Linked DNA regions of Mus musculus: region 2 is linked to region 1. The links are chromatin contacts, called in public HiChIP or PLAC-seq maps. All regions are on one chromosome and are shown on one strand. The core of a region is the stretch at or near the end of the contact, and the rest is flanking DNA. Distances in the headings are between cores, read along the strand shown.

Region 1 (7,891 bases), core at 2,351-4,850:
TAGAAGAGGATCAAACCCCTAGGGGGTTCCCAGCACCCCTTGTTCAGCATCCCAGGGACTGGTTCCTGGCTGTGTGGTCCTCTCTCATAGCTCCCATCGGTGTTCTGGCTTGGTTGATGCTTCCTTCTATTGCTAGCTTTATTAACCCCCACTCTTCAAGAACCTCAGCACACAAGCAAGGAGAAAGGGCTTTAAGGAGATCTGGGTGTCCAGCCTTCCTCACCCAGGAGCCTTTCCAGCCAGAGGCTAGCCCAACTGTCCACCATCTGCCCTATTCTAGTCTACTACTGATGGTCACGGCCAGGAGCCTCCAGCTTTGGGGGCTTCTGCTCTGGGGGTGTCTGGACCTAGAGAGCTGTAGTTTGTCAAGGCCACCCGTAGGCCCTTATTAAGACCTTATGCCATGTTCCAGGATTCTTCTGTCCTATAGCTTAGCAGACTTGGAGGTGAGGGGGTCCACATATGTGTACATATACATGTGTGCACATATGTGTGCAGGGGGGGCATGAGGGACCGCTGACACTTCCTGGACCAGACGAGACTGGCATCTAGGATGTGGGGAGGAGGCCTGGTGGAAGCTGTCAGGCTGCTGGCGGCCCTGGGGGATAGAAGCTTTCAGCCAGACCAGCTCTCTGGAATCTCAGACACCATGCAGGTGCAGAAAGAGTGGATTGTTTCTCTACCTGTGTGAGAAGCAGGCGATGCGTGGATGGTTCTGGAAGAACTCCCAGGACAGGAGGCCCAGTGGCCTCTGCGGAAGGAAGCTGGGGGCTGGAAGGGGAGGGAGTCTCTCTGAAGCCCTGCCCAAGGCCCTGGGGTCATATTCTGCCTGCAATTAGCTGTGTGGCCCTATGCCAGTGGTGCGCCCTCTCTGAGCTTCGGTTTCTCCATGTGTAAAGGGGGTGGGGGGCGCTCAGGGAGGCTCAGGCCTACAGAACCTACTCAATCTTGTGTTCCCAGGAGGACCGGAACCACACCTCAGCTCCCTGAAGGAGAGGGCAGTAGGTGCTGGTTTGGGTTGACCTAGCCAGGGCAGAGCTGGAAGAAAGGAGCAGGGTCCTGTCCAGGAGGAGGCTGGGAAGAAGACACCTGTCCCTGCCCTGTGCCCCTGGGGCTAGCCAGAAGAGTATCTACCCAGACCTCAGGCTGGAGACCAGGGGTCAGGTGGGCTGGGGGACAGGGACAGAGAAACAGAGAGAAAGGCAGAGTTAGCTAGGGGGACAGCAGCTGAGCTGTGTAGGGTGAGGGCAGGCTAGGTACCACATGCCCACTGGGAATGGAACAGGCGTCCATATGTGGGGACCCAGGTGGCACGGGCCTGGCCCTCCAGTCACCAGCCACTCCCTGTCTTTTTGTCCTCCTGGAGCTGTGGCTGCCTCTCCAGGGGGCCTCGTTAGAGGGCAACTGGGAAGGCCTCAGCACTGAGGTAATCACAGTCTGGAATGTTCTCTAGGAGGTCCAGGTGCAGGCGAATAGGTCCATCACGTCTTGGACTCCCAGGGCCTTGTGTGTCAGGACAGACATACCACTTTGTCCCAGAGCCCCCACACCCCCTTGACAGCTCTTCTCAGCTCCTTCCTAAAGCCTCCCATGGCTTCCCAAGCTGTAAACTGACCTCCCCTTTGCCCGGGGCCTTGAGTTGGGCCTCCAGCTCTGGCCTTTCTTCCTGGCCTCCTCTTTTGCCTTTTCTGAGACTGGGTCTTTCCACATTGCCATGGTTGGCCTTGTAATCACTTCTGGCCAGCAGGCCTTGAACTCAAGGCAATCCTCCTGCCTGTGATTTACCACCGCAGCTGGCTTGACCTCCTGCTATTTCCTGAACCTTCTGAATCTGACCCACCACAGGACCTTTGCACCTGTGAGTGCAGCCCGCGCATCCTTCAGCTCAAAGTCCCCACGAGGACTCAGAGAGGCCCACACTCCTCAGACTCCTCGGGCTGTCCAGGCTCTCTCCTCCCCGAGCTCAGCGCCCTCTGCTCTCTTATGAGTGTTGTTGGTTTTGTTTAGCCCAGGCTGACCTTGAACTCACTACATATCGAGGGATGACCTTGAATTCTTGGTTTTGCCTGCACCTGGGCTGGGATCCCAGGTCTATACCATCAGGCCTGGCTGTTGGCTCTTTTTTTCCCCAATTTTACTTTTACTCTCCTACTTTACTTTCTCAGTCTCTTTTAAAGACAGGGTCTCACGGGACCCAGCTTCTGCTCGATTGTCCCCCCTGCCTCAGCCTCCTGAGAAGCTGGGATTAGGGTTGTCTATTGCCAGGCCTGACTATTGCTGGAGAGTTAAAGTGACCAGGGCCCACTGCAGCAGGAGTGAGAGGTTAGGGGTGAGGGGTTAGGAGTGAGGGGTGAGGGATGAGGGTGAGGAGTGAGGATGAGGGATGAAGGATGAGGGTGAGGAGTGAGGGTGAGGGATGAGGGTGAGGAGTGAGGGTGAGGGATGAGGGTGAGGAGTGAGGATGAGGGATGAAGGTGGGGATGAGGGATGAGGGTGAGGAGTGAGGGTGAGGGATGAAGGTGAGGGATGAGGGGTGAGGGTGAGAGATGAAGGTGAGGAGTGAGGGTGAGGGATGAGGGTGAGGAGTGAGAGTGAGGGATGAGGGATGAAGGTGAGGGATGAGGGTGAGGAGTGAGGGGTGAGGGTGAGAGATGAAGATGAGGGATGAGGGTGAGGAGTGAGGGTGAGGGGTGAGGGTGAGGGTGAGGGATGAGGGATGAGGGTGAGGGATGAAGGTGAGGGATGAGGGGTGAGGGATGTGGGGTGAGGGTGAGAGATGAAGGTGAGGAGTGAGGGTGAGGGATGAGGGATGAGGGTGAGGGATGAAGGTGAGGGATGAGGGGTGAGGGTGAGAGATGAAGGTGAGGAGTGAGGGTGAGGGATGAGGGTGAGGAGTGAGAGTGAGGGATGAGGGATGAAGGTGAGGGATGAGGATGAGGAGTGAGGGGTGAGGGTGAGAGATGAAGATGAAGGATGAGGGTGAGGGATGAGGGTGAGGAGTGAGGGTGAGGGATGAAGGTGAGGAGTGAGGGTGAGGGATGAGGGATGAGGGGTGAGGGTGAGAGATGAAGATGAGGGATGAGGGTGAGGGATGAAGGTGAGGAATGGAGGTGAGAGTTGAAGGAGAGGGTGGAGGGTGAGAGTGAGAGATGAGGGCTGAGGGTAAGGGATGAAGGTGAGGGATGAGGGATGAAGGGTGAGGGTGAGGGGTGAGGAGGCTTAAGCCCTTTCTGATCCACCATGACTCCTTCATTTACATCCCGTGAAGTATCAAGAGTTTCTGGGGCTGTGGCTCACTTGGTAGCGTGCATGTGGCAAACCCTGGGCTTGGTCCTCAGTGCTCCATAAACCAGGTGTGGTAGTGCACGCCTGTAATCCCCGTACTCAGGCGGAGGTGGGACTTCAGGGTCATCCTTGGTCACACTAGGTTCTAGGCCAGCCTGGGCTACATGAGCCTGTCCTAAAGTTTCTCTCTCTGGGACGTGAGGAGTGGGCCCGCTCCCCAGGCGCACGCGCAGCAGTCAGAGCCTCCAGCCATGCTGAGTTCCCGGCTCACCCCGTCTCCACCCCGACCTCTGCCACAACTAGTGCAGCTCTGAGTGAATCACCCATGAGTCCTCTGGCCTCCAGCGACTCCCTTGCTCCCAGCCCTCTCTTTCTATTCTCTGTGTGCCTGATGAAACAAGAACCGCATCACAACTTTCTGTGCTCCAGAGCTTCCCGTGGCTCCTACTGCCTTAAAGATTAATCTTACAACCTGTAGATGCCGTGACACGAGTGGGCGACTCCTCCTCCTCCTCCCTCCCCTTCCCAGGCTACCTTTCCTGTCCCCTCCCCCCCACACTTGCCCCCTGTCTCCAGCTGAGGCTGCCTGGGTTCTTCCAGGGACACCTGCTAGCCTCAGGGTGTTTGCAAGGCTGCCTCCTCCACTTGGCGTGCTTTCTCCCTCCTCTTTCCCTAGCTTGCCTTGCTGATGGGGAGACCCTCTAGTAGCAGACCACCGGACTCTTTCTTAGGCCCCTGGGCCCACCTCTAGGGGCTGTGAGAGAAGACCTCTGAGGACAGGAGCCCTGTCACCTGGGAGCAGGGAGGATGTCAGGGCCAGCTGTTCACTCTCTGACAAGCTCCTGGGTCGTGAGGTCTCAGAAGCCTGGTGGCAGCTGAGCCCCATTCTGTCAGCACAGCCCGTGGCTTAGACTCTGCTGCTGTAAACTTGAACAGACCCATCCCCAGGGGGAGACTTTCTAGGTGCTCCCTGGTTTAGTCCTTGTAGGCCTCTGGATCCCCCACCCACCGTTGTCACAAAAGACTCCTTAGCTGACATTGTTCCACACCCCAGGATGCAAAGCAGGAATCCTGCTGACTGCTTTCTTGGAGTGTTCCCAGTGCACACTGCAAGGCTTGGTGCACAGTACATGCTCAATAAATGTTTGTTGAATGACTGAATAAAGACATAACAGAATGAGTTGGAGGTTGGGAGCAAGGTCACTGGTTCTCCCATCCACCACCAGCCTGGATCCTCACGGTGCCACCATGGCTGCCGAAGCACTTGCCATCTCTTCCACATGCGGTCAAGGCCAAGGCAGGGAAAGGTGCTCAGATACCCACTTAAGACTGAAGAAAGCAGCCAGGGAGTGTCCCATGTCTTAATCCCAGTACTTGTGAGGCAGAAGCAGTCAGATCTTTGTTAAGTTTGAGGCTAGCCTGGTCTATAGAGCTAGTTCCAGGACAGCCAGCGCTACACAGAGAAACCCTGTTCTCAAAACAAACAAAACAAAACAAAACACCAAAAAACAAAACTAAAAACAAAGCAAAAGAAAAAAAAAACAAAATAAAAAAACCGAAAAACCCCCAATGAGTGCCAGGGATGGAGAACAGAAGGGCCCTGGAGGGGAGCAAGGCAGAAGGCCTAGTGAGAAGGCCTAGTGAGCTAGGCATCCCATGCTGTCACCTGTCCCCCAACCCCGCACCTCCAGTAATGGCACTTTCACAGGACTATCCTCAGACACTGCACTCTGAAGTGACCACGGGTCCTATGACATCTGTGACGTGTATTCATCCTTGTGCAATGTTGGGGTGGGGGTGCAGACCACGACCTCGGAGAGAAGGAGGAGGCTGGTGCTCAGGTTATAGCAGGCTGGGGAGGGAGGGACCTGTCTGGGCAGAGTATCGGGTGTGTGTTCCACCACTGCTGGGAGGAGCTCTGGGTGTCCAGGGTACAGACTGCAGCTCTGTGTTCCACAAGAGCCACCCTACTTAATAACCACAGCTACTGGGGCCTGTGTGCTCCCCAGATGTGGGGCCAGCCCTGGGAGGGGGAGGGGGCACCAGTTTTGTTGTCATTCCCACGTTATAGAGGCAGAAATGGCTTTAGAGACATCTGTGGTCTCCTGGGAAGAGAGCAAGCTGGGGACAGGGTGGTCTGGGTCCAAGTCCTTGCTCCGCCAAGCTCTGGGCTGCCTGTGCATTTGTCTTTTTGCTGAGTATCCATCCGCTTGCCCATGAGTATTTGTTTGTTTTTGAGACAGGGTTTTAGGTAGCCGAGCATGAACTTGACCCCTGATCCTCCCTGCTTCTCCCTGATGTGCCTTCAAGGCAAACTGAAGACTGGAGGTGCTGAGGCTGGGTGTCTCCCATGAAAGCTCGATCCTGGATGGATGCTCAGAATCATAGTCTCTACCGTTTAAAGAGACACTTGTGACCTGTCCTGATGTTCCTGAGGCCTCTTGTTAGCTGTGGTCACCCGCTGGGGTGGTTGCGAAAGCCCTTTCTCTCTCCCCACTGTTGATAAAGCAAGGAAATCATTAGGCATTGTGCCATCCTGTGGCCAGTCCGTTGCCCCTTTCCCGCCTGGAGGCTTGGGTGGGGCCAGCTTCTCCTTCTCCCTCCAGGAGGCTAGATGGATCTGAAGGGGGCTTTTGGGGAGTGGGAGGTGATGGGCTGGATGTCAGGTCCTCCACCACCTGTCACCCTTGGGTAATGGTGGCTCCAGCTTGCCTGGTGTTCAGGCAGGATCCAGCCCTTACCCTGCGTGTTCTGAGTTGTCTTTAAAGTCACCCTGAAGCCAACCAGGCTTCCCTGGCCCCTCCCCCTGGATTCAAGCTCCACTGTTCTCCCACCCACTCCAGGGCAGTAGCCACCAAGGTCTCTCCGATGCCATATTTTGGGAGGAGGACTGGGGGTGTGTGTGTCGAGACAGGGTCTCTCTGTGTAGCCCTGGCTGTCCTGGAACTCCCTCTGTAGACCAGGCTGGCCTCGAACTCACAGAGAGCCACCTGCCTCTGCCTCTGAAGTGCTGGGATTAAAGGCATGCACCACCATGCCCGGCTAATTGCCACCATTTTTTATACACCGTATTATCTGTTTAATGTCCCTGTCCCTCCTGGGAATGTCACCGGTGGTTCTCAGTCCAGGGACTGTGGTCTGCCGTGATCATGGTAGCCCATAGCCTTGCGCAGTATTCTGCACTCCGCAGACACCGGCTGAAGTCATGGTGGGGTAGGAGCTGCTGGCAGCCCAGACACTGCAGCACAGATGGCTTGAGAATGGGACCTAGGACAGATGTCACCCTCCTTCAGGGTCATCTGGCTACTTTGTAGGTCTCTTTGTCATGCCCCACCTATGGTGGTTTGAATATGCTTGGTCCCAATTAAATGCTGTCCTTATAATTGTTGCCTTGGCTGTGCGTGGTGGCACACACCTTTAATCCCAGCACTTTCGAGGCAGAGGCAGGCGAATTTCTGAGTTTGAGGTCAGCCTGGTCTACTGAGTTCCAGGACAGCCAGGGCTACACAGAGAAACCCTGTCTCGAAAAACAAAACAAAACAAAACAAAACAGCCAACAAAAAAAAGTGTTGCCTTGGTCATGGCGTCTGTGCCACCTGTGCCCCCACCCAACCCCTCTCTCCCTTTCCCTATCCTGGCTTGCTTTGTTTCTTTATTTTTGGCCTCTTCTCCCTGAGAGGGCCAGCAGAGAACACCTTGTCCAGGAGGTCAGTGACAGGCCTGCAGGGACACCACAAGAACAATAAGGAGCTGTGCTGGTGGTCAGCTAAGTCAGAGGGAGAAGGAAGGGGGCCGTGTGGCTCGTGAGTCTGGGCACTAATGATACGGTGTAATAATGGGCACACAAAGAGCACTAATCTGATATTCCACGTGTGCTTCTTACAATAGATACAATCAGACTCGCAGTTAGCTAAGTCATTCCCCACCTATCCGCACACTCCACCAAGATCATTATCATCCTTCATAATTAAGAGCCTAGCGAAGCTCAGCAGCCCACGGTCCAGCTCCAGGGAGTCCTGCCCAGCAGGCCCTCCCAATGCTGGGATAATAGCTACCCCCACATGGCCGGGCGAGGCCATGTTGCTCGCCCCATCCTAGGCTGTCCCAGGCTCCAAGGTCTTAGAAATCAACTCTATCTGACATTCAGGACTGCAGCAGGCAGCCCCTGGGCCAGGCCAGCCCGGAGATGTGTTGGGTCTGGGGTGTGGGGCTTATGCTGTGGATTTACATGCATGGCCCACGCTGAAAATAAGGCTTCAGCCTGGCTTCCCTGGAGCAGTGGGAAGATAAGAGTGTGATGTCTCTACTGGCCATGTCAGGGTCACATTTGCCTACTGCCAGTTCATTTGAACGTCTCGTCTCTGCCTAGAACCTTTCGGCCACTGAGTTTGAGGCGCTCCTGTGGTGTACAGAGTTGGAACTCATTTATTTATTTATTTTATTTTATTTTTTTTTAGATTTATTTATTTATTATATGTAAGTACACTGTAGCTGTCTTCAGACGCACCAGAAGAGGTCATCAGATCTCATTACGGGTGGTTGTGAGCCACCATGTGGTTGCTGGGATTTGAACTTCGGACCTTCAGAAGAGCAGTCGGGTGCTCTT
Region 2 (7,891 bases), core at 3,205-5,704, 760 kb after region 1:
GTGCTTGAGCCGACAGCATGTGAGCGAACAGTAAAAAAATGAGTGCCGGCAAATTTTGAGATTTTAAGTTTTCATTACCTAACAACACATGAACAGCTGGTAGGAAAGCAGGGTGCCAAGCCGAGAGAAACTGAGAGAACAGAGCTCCCAGGCCAGTGCCCTGCTTGGCACTTTTTCCTCTTCCACATTACCCACGAGGCCTTGTGCGCTCCTCTTCCCATTGGCTGGAAAGTGATGGTGCTGTCCTGTGCAAACCAGAAACCCCAAGAGCCAGAGTGGGGCCCAGAGCAGGGCCTGAGGGTGTGGGTGGTGGCAGCTAGGCCTGCCCCTGCGCACCTTGCCCAGGAAGGAGCCTCGTTTGTTTGCACCATTCAGTTAATCTTGCTTCTGGCTGCCCGGGCAGCTATGGACCTTACCTCAACATTTTCTTAGGCTCACAGCCTCCGCTTGAAGGTGCCGTTTAGCAGGGCGGCAGGGGCTCCCGGCTGGTTCCCTGGGGTCCTGGGAGAGGTGTGCCGCACGAAGAAAGCTCATATTTCTCACTTTTAAAAACAACCAGGCCCATTCCCTCTCCAATGTATTCTTTGTTTTTAAATGCAATTTAGAAAGGGCCAGAGTCTTTCCCCTGGCCTAGCCGTTTCCTGTGGGCCTAGCTAATGTCCTGGCACCTTGCCTCCAGGTGGTCCTGGGTGGCTCAGCTCCTCCCCCAGCCCCCCACCCCACCCCAACTTTCCTCTCCCAAAGGCTCTTCACCTTCCGCTGTTGGGAGCTGATTAGTCAGCGCCCACAAGGGCCTTTCCCAGTCCCCAACAGCTCCCTATAGCACTGTCCCTCGATGATTAGTAGGGGAGGGTATGAGAGGAACCCAGGGTAGGAGGGACAGCTTGTCACATGCACCAGAACAGATGTGGGTCGTGCCACCTTGGGTTCCATTGAGGAGGGCGGGAAGCTAGTGAACTTCCTACCAGGCCATTTCTGGACTTCCTTCAGTGTGGGCAATGTCACACTGGCAAGCGCAGGTTTTTGAAATGAGCTTGAACCCCAGCTCTGATAATATTGGCCTCCCTGAGCCTCAGTTTTTCCTCCTGTAAATGGGGTTCACAGGAGACTGTGGATGCAAACACGCACACATAAGTGATATAAAAATAAGAACACTGAGTCCCGAACCAGAATACGCTCAACTGGAACCTGGAGGCTCTCTGGTGGCCACGGGAACCTCTCACATGATGCAAACCCCTGCTCACAAGGACAAGGCAGGTCCTGGGCCTCTCTGAGTATGCCAACCATGACAGCACTGGGTGTCAACAGAGGCAGCTCCACAGTGGAGGAGCAGAGAGGGTATATGTGTGAGGGACCAGCGATGTAGTAATGGCAGGGCGTGGGCACCACTTTGTGATGGGCCTTGATGGGAAGAGGTCCGAGGTGTCGTGAGATGGGACAGGAGCGCTGTCCCCGGGGTCCCTGAGCTCAGCAGCATCCTGAGCCTCTCACCCCTAGGCTGTGCCTCAGCTCTCCATCAGCATCCTGACTCAGGCTTGTGATGTCACAGCAAAGCTGTTCCAGAGGTCTGCGGTGTGCTCAGGGCAGCCGCAAACGAGGGGACTATTTTTAACTAGGAGAGAGAGGAGTCGGGGTTTAGCCTGGTGGCCTGAGAAGCTGGGAAAACTGTGGCATCATCTTAAGGTTGCCTGCAGGGCAGGGCTTTCCCCATCATGGCAGCCTTCCTGGCCTTATAAGGTTTTCATGATGCAGGCAAAAAAGTTCCAGGGGATTGGGGTGATAGCTCACTGGGGAAGGGTGCTTGCCATGCAAGCTCAGGGCCCTGAGTTCAAATCCCCAGGTGGATGTGTCTGGAACTCCAGTACTGTGAGGGGTAGAGATGAGAGGATGGCTTGAGCTTATTGAATTTCCAGGTTCAGGGGAAGATCCTGTCACAAGGGAATAAGAACGTGATAGAGCAAGACAGAGCAAGACACCCTAGGTCCTCCTGTGGCCTCCACATGCACACACAGGTGAACACATCTATACCTCTCTCTCTCCCTCCTCCTCTCCTTCCCCGTCTCCCTCTCCCCTGTCTCCCCCCACCCCCCGTCTCCTACCCCCCCCCATATCTGTCTTTATCTCTCAGAATGGTCTGCAGAATCTATCCCATTGGTCAAACCTTGGTCATGTTGACACATGCAGAGACAGGTGAGGCCTCCCTCACACGCTACTGTCCCGCATATGCTGGGGTCATTCTCCACTGAGAAGAGAGGGAGAGGATGCTGTGTGGAGAGGAGAGCAGCCCCCTCCTCTGCTCCAGGCAGGCGGAGGGGAGGAAATGGAGAACACCGCCACAGACACAGAGCTGCTAAGGAAGAGCGAGCAGTCCGTCCCTTCACAAAAGATGGCGATAAAGTTGGACATCTGAAAGCCAGAGCTGGAGGGATCTCGGAGTGGAGAATGAACAGGTGGAACCGAGAACGAACAGCGGAGACGGAGATACCAGGAGCTCCAACCTCACGATGATGGAAATTTCCAGGGGAAGAGTCAAGGGGGCTGACCAGAGAAGGGCATGTTCATACATACACACATGCTTGTACATACGTACACACAAACACATATACACATAGGCATGCATGTTCACACATGCACATGGGTACACACAAACATGCATATGTGTTGACACATGCACATACACAGACACATGTACATGTGTTCACACGTGCCTACATGTGCAATGCACATACACAGACCCATGCACGCATGCAAAAGCATGTACATGTGTACACATATGCACACATGTTCGACATGCACATGGGTACACATAAACACATGTATACTTGTACACATGCATACATGTTCACACATGCACATATGCACACACATGTACACACACAAACACATATACACACTATGTCATAGTTGGAGTTTTCTGATTTCTGTCCCACCTAATGCCAATCACATGGCCACCCTGTCTGGAAGCAATCCTGTCGTAAGTGGTCAGCTGCTCAGGACTGAGACTCAGCCTCTCACAAGATTTGCCTCAGCTTGGCTGCCAGAAAGCAAAGACAGCTTCCGTGTTCTGAGGGAGAAACATTTTCAACGAAGGGTCTTCCTGGGGCAAAAACCTGGTGCTCTCATCAGACACTGAAGAATCTGAAAATTCACAAGCCATGTACTCTATGAGAGAGCTCCCTAGCAAGTGTGTTTGTGTCCCCAAAAGCCACCTCAAAAAGAGGTAGCAAAGGCATTGGTGAGTGTGCTGTGGTGGCAAGACCATGGGAGAGGCAGAGGATCCAGATGGGAGCTTGCTTGCTTCCTCGGTGGTGAGGAAACAGAGCCACATTTCCCTCTGTGGCTCCATTTGCATCCAAATCCATCAGCGAATACTATTTGTTTTTTTGAGAACCAGCTTACTGACAAGTCCAAGCTTAGTTCTGCATTCCAGAACTGCCCAGTGAGACGAGCAGCTAATAGAGCATTTGTTTACTCCTGTAGCCGAGGCTCCGTCCTGAGCACACAGTGCAGGCAAGAGAGTCACACCTGGCACCAACCTCTGGCTTCCATGAGCACATGCAGATATGCAATGCATCACATGTGCGTGTGCACGTGCACACATACAAATAAATACACATACACATGCACACACACAAACGCACATATACATATGCATGCACTCAGGCACACACGCACATGCACACACATATACACAAATGCGCACACACTGTGCACAAACACATATGCACACACACAAGTGACACACATGCATGTGTGCTCACATGCACACACACATACACACACGGACATACACACTATACAAAGATTGTGTGTTTTTACTCTTTATTATGGTGTGTTTCGCCCAGGTGTGTGGTATTGTCATTGTTTAGAAAACAGTTCCGTCTTCAAAATCGAATATTAATTACAATATGCTGAAAGACTTCTGGGCGACTCTGAGCTGGAATTGAGGACTCTGGCAAAGGCATTGTGGTGAGGTGGCACAGAAGTCTGGAGTCACCCTGAGCAGCTACTTAGCCGGGTCACCCCTCTGTTCTGTTCTGTGGCTCAAGTCTCTCTCACTGTCTCAGGCAGTCTCCCTGGCAAAGAGCCCTCGCAATGGAGAGCCTTGGCAGACATGTTACAAAGGAAACACAGGATGTCTGGGCAGGGACTGGGTTTGACTGTCCCCTCCCAGGGGCAAGGGATGGAGGGTGGGCCTAAGGATTGAGGTTACTGCAGACAGCAAACCATTCTTGACACTGGTAAATCCACCTGGGCTGACAGTGTCCTCTGGGTCCCCAAAACATGTCAAGGAAATCAGGACCATGGGGTCTTTTCTGCACTCCCGCTTTGACTGTCCTTTGGTCTGCCCTGCCTGGAGTCCCAGGGGGCTCCCTTAGCATCTCTGTGGTCCTCTCAGTGAGTCACGCTGGGCTGCCTTCACTATCTGGGGAACCCAAGATCCATCCCTTAATTTGCTCCAGCTGTGTCTCTGTAAGCCTGAGGTCATCCAATCTGGCAGAGGAGGAAGGCCCAGCTTGTTGTGTCTTTGTTTCATTCAAATGGCTGGGACGGTGACTCACCCGGCTTCTCTCTCTAAACCAGGCCACCGTCCGGGAGTCGTGGTTTTGATTATAGACCCTGACCTCAAAAATACGCTCACATCACTTTTGAAATATTCTTCAGCACCGCAGAACTCAGCTCTGATGGGGAAAGGATAGTGAGGGGATGGCAGCCTTGGCAGGGGGCGTGCTAAACACTGCCTGGGCCGCAGTAGTCCTCCGGTGCTTGTCAGAGACTTTGGCCTGAATCAGAGTGGGGACATTAGCCTTGTCATGTGACCCAGGCCAGTGATGGACATGATGATGGTGATGATGGTGGTGATGACAACCATCATTACCATCACCATTATCAGCACCGACCACCGCACCCAACGCTCACTCTGGGCCACGCATTTCCTAATGCATTAAGTGGGCTCATTTTAACATCTAACAGCTCCTGGTCTTGCCACTGGAGTTGGAGGTGTGAGTTGCCTCATCCAGCCCTCCCAGGAGCCACGTTCAGCCCTGAGGCACAAGGTGTGAATCCACGAAGAGCAGGGAGGGAGAGTGGAGGTTGTGAACAGGCGTGTGAATGGGATGGGTGGTCAGCGGTTCATGGGAAAAGGTGGCGGGTAGTGGGGTAGCTGACTACAAAAAGGAGGGCAGCATCAAGGTGTGGTTTGTGGAGACTGTCATTATCTGTGTCCTGGCTACAGCTTGGCTGTGACTGTGACTGAGTAGATCAGGGATCAGAGCCGTCCCAACACCCACGGGCTTTAGGACAGAACGCAGCAAACAGTACATTTCACCTCAAGATTGACATGGAGAACCGGGTGAGCATCCATTCAAGTAATGAGGGCTGGTGTCAGGGGGCTTTCACGGAGATTGGAACGCCTGTGCTCAGCAAAGGGGTCAGTGTCCCATTTGGCGGAAGGTCACATTGAGGGGGGAGCTGAAGGGGTGAGATGACACAGGTGGCTTTGGTGGAGGTGCTTGTAGTGGGTGTGTCACCTTCCATCTGGTGTCTGAGTGGTGGCTTCTCCAGCCAGACAGGAGGACTCAGCTGCCATGGCTCAGCCAAAGCCTACCAGCAGATGGTATCTCAGCACTGGTGACTTGTGGCCCTCCGTGTGGTGTCTGGGTGTTGACAGATTACCTATGGTTGGCCAAAGTACAGGTGGAGGACTCCCCCCATTTGAAAACAGAAAATCCAGTGTGTCCCCAGACCAGAACTACTTTGCAACGTATCCTTGTGGGAAAAGCACAGAACTTTTGCACACAAAGCTACAAAAAATGCTCCCTGCAAATTCCCTTCAGGCTGAGTGTGCAAGAAGTTTGCACTTCAGGCTTGCATTCCCAAGAGATCTCATTATGAATATGCAAATATCCCAGCGCCTCAGCAGGTGGCAAGGATGAGGGAGACTATACATGAGCTCCTTTCAGTGTTGGCCATCACAAGGGCCCGCTAACAGGGGCCTAAGATTTCCTTGCTGGAGGTCAGAAGCCCCAAAGCAGGGTGTCCCCAGATGGCACCCAGGGCCTCATGAGAGCTAGGCAAGCATTCAACCTCTTAAGCTAAGAAGGCTCCTTTCATTCTTTATTTTGAGTCTCGGTGCCCAGCTGGCCATGAACTGTGAACTTCTTCATCTTTCTGCCTCGGTGTCAGAGGAGCTAGCACGAGGGCCTGCGTCACCAGGCCTGGCCCTCAGTAGCTTGAGGCTATGGAACCACTGTCTCTGCCTTTGTCTGGGTGCCCTCTCTCCATTAAGGCTGCTTGTCATGGGATTTGGTTTCTCTGAATGATGAGGCTGGCCTCCCCTGAGATCGGTGCCTGTATCGCATGCCCAGATCCCTCCTCTAGACAAGTCACTTCTATAGGTCCCCAGTGAGCGTAGGGAACAGGGGGAGTCATCATCCAGCCCGCCTCACACGGTGCTGTGCACTCCCCTTCTAAGTAGGGCTTCCTGAGAACAGCAACTGTGTCATTCAGTCTCTCAACCATTCATTTATCTCATTCACTCATTCGTTCCTCTCCACTTGTTTATCTTCATTCATTCATTCATTCACTCATTCATCTTTACTCACTCAAACATTCATCATTTATCCATTCATGCATTTATCATTCATACACCTTCACTTCATTCATTCGTTCATTCATCTTCATCATTCATTCATTCATCTTCACTCATTCATTCATTCATTCATCTGTTTATCCGTTCATGCATTTATCATTATTCATACACTTTTACTCATGTGTTTATCTTCATTCATTCACTCACTCATTCATTCATTTTCATTTACTCATTCATATTCACCCATTCATTCATTCATCACTTATTCATATTCACTCACTCATACATTCATCTTTGTTTATCCATTCATACATCATTCATTCACCTTTACTCATTTGCTTATCTTCATTCATTCATTCACGCATTCACCTTCACTCGTTCATCCAGCGCATATTGGTGGAACTTCTATCATTTCCCATGTCTAACGTGAGGCTCTGTAGGGAGCTGAGCCTGGTGACACTGCAGATGGGCTGCAGAGGAAGGGATAGAGGAACTGCAGTAGTGGGGTGGCTTCTAACTGGGAGTCCTGCTTTCTGAAGAGGTGACAGGCAAGCTGCATCCTGAGGCTGGATAGAAGTGGCCATGGCAACAGTCTGTCTGGTGTACTTTCTATTTCTGCATGGCAGTGCCTGGAAGAGGGCTCACCTTTGATCTCAATGCCATTTCGTCACCAAGTGCCCTGAAGTGGGAATGGCTCTGGGGACAGAACACACAGCCCTGGGATACAGTGAGATCTGGGTCAGGACAAAGGCTATCCTGTTGCTGGGACCTGAGGGGGGACAGAGCAGCCCTGGGAAGCTGCTGTGCACTTCTCTGCTTGTATCCCAGCTGGCTCCTTATGTCTCCTCCAGGGGGCAGCGGGACTCCACCAGAGGCCTTCCTCCAGCGTCCCAGAGGCCGGCTGTCTCTTCTCATCTTGGAATAGAGCCTCCAAGTTCAAGTTTGGCATGAAAGGTACTGTCAGTACATGCCAGGGAGCTGGGCCCCAAGGATGCACCTCTCACACTGGTGTGCTTGGAAACTCCTTGGGAGACAGGTTTGCTGTCACTGTGGATCATAAGGCCTGACAGTTAAATCCACTTGGGGACATGGGTGTCCCCACAGACACAGAGGCTGTTTCCCCATCTTGGGGATAGGAAGGAAGTCCGTTTCCAAGGTCACACTTGTGTTCTGCCAGAGTCAAGTGCTGAGACTGTCCCCACCCCCTCCCATAAACAAATTCCCTTGACCCATTTGTCTCCCCTTTTCCATTCCCTGGAGAGAGAGAGAGAGAGGGAGAGAGAGAGAGAGAGAGAGAGA

Evidence for each region. HiChIP or PLAC-seq counts read pairs in DNA pulled down with a chosen protein or histone mark.
Region 2: a contact with region 1 is called in a FOXA1 HiChIP or PLAC-seq map of pancreatic cancer cells. The contact joins two enhancer-like sites.

Annotation. Positions count from the first base shown.
Region 1 is chr2:167,704,996-167,712,886 of GRCm38.p6, forward strand. No RefSeq gene overlaps it. Among named protein-coding and RNA genes, the nearest start is that of Gm38464, 16 kb to the right of the region's middle. Within about 2 kb of position 3,601, at least 32 of the 459 cell types and tissues checked have an H3K27ac peak or open chromatin away from gene starts, as enhancers often do. A contact at or near this core is called in pancreatic cancer cells, where this site is marked.
Region 2 is chr2:168,461,782-168,469,672 of GRCm38.p6, forward strand. No RefSeq gene overlaps it. Among named protein-coding and RNA genes, the nearest start is that of Gm33413, 26 kb to the left of the region's middle. Within about 2 kb of position 4,455, at least 60 of the 459 cell types and tissues checked have an H3K27ac peak or open chromatin away from gene starts, as enhancers often do. A contact at or near this core is called in pancreatic cancer cells, where this site is marked.